Linked DNA regions of Ovis aries: region 2 is linked to region 1. The links are chromatin contacts, called in public Hi-C maps. All regions are on one chromosome and are shown on one strand. Each heading gives the region's core, a stretch centred on a gene start, on an enhancer-like site or on the middle of the called end of the contact. The rest is flanking DNA. Distances are from core to core; before and after follow the strand shown.

Evidence for each region. Hi-C and Micro-C count contacts between places; a contact is called where the count stands out from the background.
Region 2: a Hi-C map of retroperitoneal adipose tissue shows a contact between it and region 1, with 1.9 times the contacts expected there. The contact joins the enhancer-like site here to the promoter of ROMO1 in region 1. A contact is called at or near these places in 2 of 16 Hi-C or Micro-C datasets (muscle and retroperitoneal adipose tissue).

What each region holds. Positions count from the first base shown.
Region 1 is chr13:64,889,985-64,895,221 of ARS-UI_Ramb_v3.0, forward strand. ROMO1 (reactive oxygen species modulator 1) reads left to right here and starts at 3,449. Exons shown (of 3, transcript XM_012189126.4): 1 at 3,449-3,511; 2 at 3,701-3,831; 3 at 4,736-4,933. The coding sequence starts at 3,701. The coding sequence ends at 4,844. NFS1 (NFS1 cysteine desulfurase) reads right to left here and starts at 3,412. Exons shown (of 12, transcript XM_060397746.1): 1 at 3,251-3,412; 2 at 2,531-2,640; 3 at 1,723-1,839; 4 at 936-1,019. The coding sequence starts at 3,347.
Region 2 is chr13:65,022,479-65,027,424 of ARS-UI_Ramb_v3.0, forward strand. The region is part of intron 10 of PHF20 (PHD finger protein 20); the gene reads left to right. Among named protein-coding and RNA genes, the nearest start is that of SCAND1, 59 kb to the right of the region's middle. Within about 2 kb of position 2,088, at least 29 of the 54 cell types and tissues checked have an H3K27ac peak or open chromatin away from gene starts, as enhancers often do.

The sequences.
Region 1 (5,237 bases), core at 2,199-4,698:
CATCCTCATCTTTGAAGAGACCACACGCACGGCTCTGCGGTCTCTGCAGTCCCAAGGAAGGACACTTTCCTGTTAACAGGATCTGGCGAGTGCTGATGACTCTGGAACCTGGCCCAGGCCTAGGTCTCCTACACTGAGTCCAAAGTCAGAAAAAACAATACTAGCAACATAGGTGAGAGACCACAATGAGAGGGAATAGAGCCAGCGCTGAACCTACAGCAGCCCACAATTTATCAGCCCCTTGGTATTTACACAAGTGACCCTGGTAACCAGGCCCCAGTTAGGCATGACTATGTTCTATGAAACACTGACATGATTACTGAGAGTGGAATTTTACTTTCGTTAGCATCAAAGACGTCCCAAGGACAGAGTGACTAATCCCCAAACAGGTGATTAAGTAAATGTCTGCAGACAGCACCACAGCAACCGAGACTTAAAAAAACAGGGACATCTAAAGAAACAGGAAGAACTTGCTGCAAACAGATCTCATTGGAGAGAAAACGAAGGCTGAGAAAAAGGCAGCCCTGAAATCATAGATATAAGGGTGAACTTGGTAACAAGAAGCAGAGAAATCTATTCAATTACGAGTGTATTCTGGACTTCATTGTGAATAGATCTAAAGGATGGGGAAAAGGATTGAGTCACCATTTATCCTCTGAAGTAGCTGTCATCCCAAACACCACGTGGTTGATGACCCAAGGACTCCTTTCCTATCCAACTACATGACTGAATTCAGTTCACCAGGAGCAAACTTTAGATACAGTCAACTACACAGGGCTGAAGGAAGCAACAAATTAGAAAAAGGGTGGTGTGTCTGTGTCTTTTTTCATGATATGATAAAAGTGGGTGACTGGGAAAGACACATGAGCCTAATTGATGGCAGGAAACCATCTCCCAGGTCAGGAAAGCCCAGATATGCCTTCTGGTTCTCTTACCTTAATTGCTATGTTGTTGGATTCAGTAGCACCGCTAGTGAAAATGATCTCACGAGGATCAGCCCCAATCAGAGATGCTACTTGCTGCAAGTCAAGACGAGAAGTAGAAATAAGGAGCATCAGTTTCCTCAGCAGGAATGGGGCTGTGGTGACAACTAAGACAGCAGTCTGGAGGAAGAAGAGCTCCACCACAATCTGTCAACTGCTCAAGAAGCAGTTCTGTACCCACTAGGATCAGACAAAGGGATATATTCAACTACATCCCAGATCCAATTAATAACAACTTTGGTGTTTTTGAAAAAGCACTTACTGAGTTCTTAGTATGCACAGGCATCATGTCAACAAACATATCACTAGTATTGTCTGATTTAATCCACCCCAAAACCTTAAGGAGTAGGAACTACTACAATCTCCATTTTCTTTTGGACATGCCACACAGCTTGCTGGATCTTAGTTCCCCGAACAGAGATCAAATCCAGACCCCCAGGAGTGAAAGCCCGGAATTCTAACCGCTGAACTCCCCTCAACCTCCATTTTCAATGTGAGGAAACTGAAGCTTCGAGAAGTCACATAATAAGATAACAAAGGTCAGTTAGCCAGGAAATGTGGAAACTAATCGAATGCCTTCAGAGGGACTCCAAAGGCCTGTTCTTTGAATCGCTTGCTGAGAGAGCCCCAAACCATTTCCACCTTCACCCACAGCTACTAAAAAAAAAAAAAAAAAAATGCCACCCACAGGTCACTGAAACCTCTGACATCAGAACTTCCTAGTGTCCTGTGTACTAACCTGACGAGCACATTCCATGGCAGCCTCACTCTCCCAGCCATAAGCATGTGTCCGGGAGTGTGGGTTTCCATAGTAGTTGACTAAGTAAGGGAGCATGGCATCAAGCACCCGAGGGTCCTGGACAAAACAGAACAGACCAGTCTCCTTGAGCCCATAGTTAACCCGGGCCCCACTCCATCCCCTGACCTACCCAACCTGCTTCAACACACCCCCAATCCTTCAGACCCTGCCTAGATTAGGGCTCAAATATTCTTCCATTCCCCCAGGTTCTAACCAAATATTAGCTTAATACACTCTCCTCCCAATCCGTCTTAAAACAGATTATTCTACCATCTCCTCAGATAATCTACAAACACTGCTTTTTCCTGACAGTTGTGTCTGTAGGTGTTTTCACTGCCAAGCAATGTGATATCTAGGAGAGGATGTTGATGAAAACGTGCATTAATATTCCAGTGCTCATCATGCTCCAGGCACTATTCTAAGGGCTGCTTTATTATCTTTTAACCTATTTAATTCTTGCCCAAATGCATATAGTAAGCAGTGGTCCAGTAATTCCAGAGCCTATGCTTTTAACTACTAGGAAAGTGCCAGCAATAAGGTGATTTGACCAAGATCAATAGCTAGTAAGCAGTACAGACACTTCTAGTGGACTACAATGTAAGCCTCCAGTCTCCTGGCTCATTGCTCTCCCAGCACACACTTCTCAATGGTTCTCACTTCTACAGGGATTCAGCCATTTATGTGCATTGCCACTTCTACAGTATAACTCCACTAAACAGCTCAGGGAAAGCTGCCCCTCCATCCTTACCAGAGGAGTTGTAGCTTGCACATCCATGTACAGAGGTCGCAGCACTGACTCCGCCTCCAGAGCAGTGGCTGCATCAGAGGCAACAGCAGACTGGGGAGTAAGGTCTATACCTGACAAAAAATGGAACGGAGGGGCCAGGTGAGAGGGGATGCAACTCTGCACACAGGGCATCCCAAACAACAGAATTTAAAGGCTGGACGGAGGTGACATAAGTTTAAGCGATGCTGAGCGAATCTCAACGCAAAAGGAAACAGAACATCGGAAAAGTTGAGCAAACTTTAAAAAAGAGGTAAGGGAGAGAGACAGGGTTCTTAGGGTAGGGTGTTGAGACAACATTCAAATTGCGTCGTTGGAGTGAGGAAATCTCCGAAAGGGCAAAGCCCCTGAGAAGGAACGTGGAGACGGTAGGTAAGATCTCCTTCAAAGGTTACTGGCTGGACCACTAGCATCTCTACAATTGGGTCAGGAGAGGTCCGATGGCCGAATTTTAGGGCTCTGAGGGCCTGCGGTGCAGGATGTGAAGTGCGGGAGCGGCGATGCGGCGAAGTCAACGGTTCAGAGCGCCGGTATGAGAAAATCTGAGGGGTCCAGTCAAGAGGAAGTGTCAGAGGGTCTGGGTAGCGGAAGAGGGAGGCTCCTGAATATGCAGGTAAGTCGCCTAGCCCAGGAGAAAGTTCCGCGCCTCTAGGGAGGTGGCAGCGAGGGGGGCCCCAAGCGTACCGCGCAGGCGCAGCCCCCGAGTGGGTGGCTTGGCCCTCGGCCCCGGAGCCGCGGGGGCGGTCGTGGCCACCCGCCTCCAAGCGGTTCGCAGCAGCATGGTCCCGGTGGCAGGAGCCCCCCGCCCGAAGCGGCTACAGTCCTCAGCTACAGGATCCAGGAAGTACTACTCCGCGCCCCGGAAACGCTTCCTCGGATCTCGAGTGCGCTCCAGCTCGCGTTCCGCGTAAGACGTAGATCTGAGCGACCGAAGCCACGAGCGAGGTGAGGTGGGGGCACCGTGGCGCGGGGACTCGAACGCACAGTGGGTGATGGAGTCGGGCTACACCCTTCTTTTCTTTCTCGGATTTCCCAGAACCCCTGGGCCGGTTCCCTATCTCACCTCCTCTGGCCCCTGCTGGAGTCTCGGGCTGGCGGCTAGGCCCACACTTCCCTAACCTTCGAACCCCGCAGATGCCGGTGGCCGTGGGTCCCTATGGACAGTCCCAGCCAAGCTGCTTCGACCGCGTGAAGATGGGCTTCGTGATGGGTTGCGCCGTGGGCATGGCGGCGGGGGCGCTCTTCGGCACCTTTTCCTGTCTCAGGTGAGGGGAGCGGGCGGTGATCTCTGGGGACTACCTGATTTTCCCACCCCACAGCTCTCGGCCTACAGCCCGAATAGAGCTTACTACTTTCCAATTCTGTCGCTGCCCTGTAACGAACGAGACTGTTTTCCTAATCACCTTCAGTGTGGGAGGACAGATGATAATCTAAATGGTTGAGAATAGGGTTGGAGCCTGGGTTTCAAGCAGAAATGAGGTCAGTAAACCTCTACATCATGTACAATTCTAAGCTCAAATCAGACCACACTTAACAGAGAACCTGGCACATATTAAGTGCTCAATTAATGGCTGTTCTGTTTTACTCCTGTTAGGCGCATGGCGAAACAAACTTGGTTAATTTCACTGCTCTGGGAACAGGATGTAGAAATTAAGCAGATAAACTCTACACTCTATAGTTTTTACACATGAAAGACGCTATTGTTTCTGGTAAATTATCGTTTACTGAGCGTTTACTGTGTCACAGTGCTGAATGCCCTGTTATCACAACACTGCTGTGAATGTTAAGAGCCTCATTGTACACTTGACACAGCCCGTAAATTGCACTTAGTTCTTGACGCCAGGTCTGACCCCCCAATCATTAACACTAGGAGACCATCTAAAAAATGTTGTATTGGATCATGTATACCCTGGAGGCAAAACCAGCACCCAAAAATGATTTCCCTGTTTCTGTACTTTATACTGCTTCTGTTGCCTCCCACAAACTCGTCAGTTGCCTAGAGATCCTAATGGATCCTTTTCCTTAGCATTACTCACTCCATGTGGCAAGAGATTATAATGTCCTGCCAGACTTCAGCAGTGCCTGATTATAAATCGGAAAGGGGCAGTTAATGCTCCTCCCTGTATTGTTGTTCCCAAGTGGCCCCATCTTGGTTTCCTCCTCCCTCAGGATTGGAATGCGGGGTCGGGAGCTGATGGGCGGCATCGGAAAAACCATGATGCAGAGTGGCGGCACCTTTGGCACATTCATGGCCATCGGGATGGGCATCCGATGCTAATCAGGACAGTGGTTGCCCACAACATCCACCCCCTCCCATCAGTTCCATCCCATGTGTACTATAATAAAGCAAGTCTTTGAGTATTCGGAGTTTCTGTTTAGAAGCATTTTTTCCTCACAGCCAATTACCCAGCTTGCTTAAAGATCTTTGGAGGTGGGCTGAGGTTCGGTTTCTTGTTTCACAAGAGCTTTCTGTTAATCCAAACTCGGAATGATTTATCATGCGTTAAGACTGTTCATAGCTTCTTGGAAATCCTTATTATTCAGCCCTTTAAGGTTGATGCTATTAGTTTCTCTCCTTTAAAATGTTAAATCTACATTTCCTCAAGGTCACACTACATTAACCAGCCTTATTTCCAGTGCTATTACCTTGTATACCCAAATATTGTCTTCA
Region 2 (4,946 bases), core at 838-3,337, 130 kb after region 1:
GAGAGAGCTGTCAGTTCACTTGAATCTCTCTGTTGGTAAGGTTGCATTCCTCCTACTTAGCTGTTCTGTGGCCTTAAGGTATTTTAAAGTTTTTTTTTTTTTCCTATTAATTGTTTGACAATATTTACCCTTGAATATTTTGATGTATATTTCCTTAAAAACAAAAAAAGACAGCATTCTCTTATGTTACCACAATTATCAAAATCTGGACCTTATTCAAACTCCACTAGGGATTTCATTGGTACTTTTTACCTCATTAATGGAGGTAATCTTGTCTTTATACAGCATATTCTTTTTTGGTAACTTGCTTTTTTATGTTCATAAAGTTGAAAAGAAATCTAGAAAAGTACTGCTGCTAAGTCACTTCAGTCGTGTCCGACTCTGCGACCCCATAGACGGCAGCCCACCAGGCTCCCCCATCCCTGGGATTCTCCAGGCAAGAAGACTGGAGAGGGTTGCCATTTCCTTCTCCAGTGCATGAAAGTGAAAAGTGAAAGTGAAGTCGCTCAGTCGTGTCTGACTCTTAGCGACCCCATGGACTGCAGCCCACCAGGCTCCTCCATCCATGGGATTTTCCAGGCAAGAGTACTGGAGTGGGGTACCATTGCCTAACATGCATGTTTCCCACCACCTGAACTGCTGGTTTTGGTCCTGAGTGAGGGCCTTAGGTCTTTACCCTGCCCGGCTGCTGCCTGCTGTCGCTCCAGTTTCATCTTTCCTCAGTTCCTCTCCTTCCTGCTGCCTCTGTCCAGCCATAGTCCTTGTCCTCCAAGCAAGTATGGTCATCATTTTTGAGTCATAAGGAGACAGCAATTAAAGGTTTTATTTAGTGTTGATATTAAAATTTACATTTAATTTTTCACAGTGAGAACACTAAGGTATACTAATTTTGTAAGTACAATTTCTTGATGAGTTTTCACAACTACTCTGGCATAAAGACAGTTAAGGACCCCTATTTAAAGATTATTATTAATATATAAAGAGTCATTTTGCTGTTTGTTTCCCTCCTATAAATTTCAAAGCCAAATATACTAGGAAAAATTAAAACTAAGTAAAAGTAAAACTAAGTGAAAAGTCCTCCATTACTCTTCCCCCTCTTGAAAGAACCATGGAACAGTTTGGTATATGCTTTTCCATTCTTCAACACGTGGTTCTCTGCATATACAAACACACATGTACCCATGTCACTTTTTAAAAACAGAGTGGTAGAATCATATTCTTGCATTAGTTAATGGCTTATCATTTTTATACAGCATTTTTCCGTGTCAGTTCATAGCTGTTTCATGATTATATATAATTTATTTCTTTGGATGATTTTCCATAATTTATTTAACTTCCCACTGTGAAAGACATCTAAGTTCTTGTTAATTTTTCACTGTTAATTCTCCCTGTTTTATAAAAGAACCTAGTATGTGGCAAGAAGGGGTAACTCAGCCAGAGTTAGAATAACACGTTTTCCAATGACTGGGTCACTCCACCTCCTGTCTTCTAACTGAGTACTGAATGCCATCTGATGAGATGCTGGGTGCTGTATAAACCAGGTGAAGTGAACACACATCCTGCCTTTAGAGAGGTTGTAACATGGAGCTCGCACTGCCCTCGAGGGCAAGTGTTAAAGCAGGGTGTAGACTCAAGTAAGCAGCTTAGTAGGCCAGCTTTGAAGAGCACTGTGTGTGGCACACGTGATGTCAGTGCTCCAGACAGGGTGGCGCCTTGGAAATTCTTTAATTTGAGAGGCTGGAAGTGTTGATCTGGAAACTGAATGATGTTCCTGGTTTTTCTTTTGGAACATGGGCTTAGTGGTGAGCACAGGATGAAAAGATTGCTGGTTGTTGAGAACTCATTCACCAGGAATGTATTATGTAAGTCAGCAGGAAGGAGGGCGGGATCATTCTCAGAAGCATCCCGCAAGGCCCCCAGAGGCCAGGGTGCTGCTGTGTTAGTCACCGTTTAGAGGTTGCTGTCCTGAGGTGGTGCCAGTCTTGTAATTTCTAACTGGATGGAGTCAAGATCAGTGTGAAGGAGGCTGGGAAGGCAACACCATCTAGTCTAGAGCAGAAGCCCTGCATTAGCTGCTCCATACGCAGCTCTGGCCTTTGGGGCAGCTCTGCCATCTTGTGGAATAACTGCTCAGTTTCTCTTGTGAGGGCCAAGTGTGGATAGTCTTGCCAGGGTTGCTTTCCTCCCACTTAGCTATTCTGTGACCTCCAAGTATTTTTCCTGCGTAAATTTTTTCATCTTTATATTTAAAAGATGTTTTTATTTTGACACATTGGAAGACGTAAAAAGTTGCAAAAATAGTAGAAAGAATTTCTTGTATACCTTCAACCAGATTCCCTGTTTGTTAGCAGTTTTCTATGTTTGCTTCATTATTCTATTCTTTAAAAACTATTTTTTTCTGAATTATTCGCAAGTAAGTTGCAGACCGTTACCCCTAAATTTCTCAGTGTCTATTTCCTGATAACTAGAACATTTAATTACATGACCATAATTTAATTATCAAAGGCAGGACCTTATTCAGACTTCATCAGTTCTGATAATGTTCTTCATAGCAAACATGGAGGAAACTTTTTTTGGAGGGGATCAGGATCCAACTCAGGATGTCACACTGGATTTAATTGTCATGTTTCATTAGTTTCCTTTCATCTGAAACATTTTTTGTCAGTGTTTTGTTTTTCATGACCTTGACATTTCTGAAGAATATGATGTCGTTAAATTTGGGTTTTTTTTTAATGTATCCAGATAATTAGATTTAGGTTATTCCCTTTTAGCAGCAACACCATGCAAGTGATGTATCCTTTTCAAGTGTATTCTAACAGGAGCTGCATGATATCTGTCCCATTTATTGGTGAAGTTAACTTTGGTCACTTGGCTAAGGGTACTGCCCACCAGGTTTCTCTACTGTAAGGCTGTTATTTTTCCCTTTATAGTTACTAAGTTTCTGGTGAGAGGATACCTTGAATATATGTAAATATCTTTATTTACATATACTCAAATATCTATGTGTTTCTTTATCAGGAGTTCACCCTAATATCCACTTCTGCTTCTTGCCTGATAAATATTTTTACTCTGAGGTCTACCAAATGGTGATTTGTAACTCTCATCATTCCTTCTACGTTTATTAGTTTGTATTGTGTTAAGGAAGTGCCTGCCTGCTTGCCTTTCCCCCTCTCCCTGATTCCCCCCTCCCTCCCTTCTTTCCTTCCTTCCCTCTTTTTATCCACATGGTCTCGTGGCATTTCTTTTGTTCTGCGGGTTATAATGGTTTCTGTCTTTATTTATTCTAATAACCACCTTGTGGAGCCCTTCAAGCTAGTTCCTTCACTTTCTGGCATAAGAAAATGTAGCACACTCATCCTGTACTCACCCAGCCTTGGATTCAGCCATTTCTCCAGGAAGCCCTGATTTCTTTTAAGTGGTGAATTGTGTTTAGAAACCAAGAGCTGAGTGCTGGTACACTCACTGCTCCTGGCGTTCACAGAGAACACCTGAGAGTTCCTCTTTACCACCTGTTTTCCTAGCTTAAGCTTCTCTCTAGAGCTGTCAACAGTTTGATACCTATCCTTCTGGTTTCCTTTCTGTGCATTTTATAATACCTTTCCCCCCATCTGCAACCATACATGTCGTACAGTGTACACTGAACAACTTTCTGTTTTCACTTAGCAGTGTATCTTGAGAGTAATCCATATCAGTAAGTATAGAGCTACTTCATTCTTTTAAATGACTAATTAGAATTATATAGTGCTGTCTACAGCCATACCACCCTGAACACGCCTGATCTTGTCTGATCTCAGAAGTCAAGCAGGGTCGGGCCTGATTAGTACTTGGATGGAAGAATTACTTAGTGCAGACTTTGCATAATGAACTGCTTCTCTGTTTATGAACATTTTGTTATTTTTTTTATTCCAAACATTTGACTGGAGTTGCTGTATTTAAATCGGCTCATGTTTCTCTTTGGTTGCTTTTTGTTGCTTCACAGCTGAGAAAGCTATTCTTTCACAGACCTGAAAAATGTTTTATTCATTATAGTATTTCAAGTACATGTCAAAAAAATGTTAAACTACTGGGGTTATGTGGAGTCGTTGCTGACAAGAATACCAGTTATATTAGGGGTCAGTGCTGAGGGCATACACGACAATGAACCTTATCCTCTGGCTGGAGCAGTGACAAACAGCAGGATCTGGGAGCAGATCCACAGTGCTAAAGAGAGGCTGCAGTAGACAGTTGTTTGTGCCAGGAGTTGATAGCATGTGGTCCCTGAGAACCAGGCCATCTGGCTGCCTTCCTGCATTTGGAGTGAGCTGGGTCTGCATGGAAGTAGACTTGGCTAGACAGGGAGAGGGCACAGCATGAGCAGAGGTGTGAGCTATAAGAGCATGAAGCGGTCACGGGGGCCCCCAGTTGGCTGGGGCAGCTGCTAAGGCCTCATTGTGGACTAACTAATGGGAGATGAGTTTGGAAAGCATGATGGTGCTTAGATTTCACATGGGCTTAGAAGGCCAGACTGAGTATTGCCAGCCAGAGTGAATACCATCATCATAAGCAATCTAGCTGTGAGGTTTTGAGGTACTTGGCAATGGGTATATTCCTTCTCCAGGGGATCTTCCCGACCCAGGGATCAAATCTGGGTCTCCTGAATTATAGGCAGATGCTTTACCATCTGAGCCACCAGGGAAGCCCATACAAAAAAACAGTAATTACATAGGACATGATTTCTAAGCCAGGTCTCAGAAAACATAGTTTAAAAACCTTTTTTATTATAAAGATTATGCTTATCATAAAAGGGAAAGTGTAATATAAAGCATTGCCCAAGCAAATAGAAACCGAGAGCTTCTGATCCTACTCTGTATTATCTGTTGCTGTGTGGCAGTATTACCACGAACATAGTATCTTAACACATTTATTTTCTCACAGTGTCTGTGGGTGAGACGTCTAGGCACAACTTA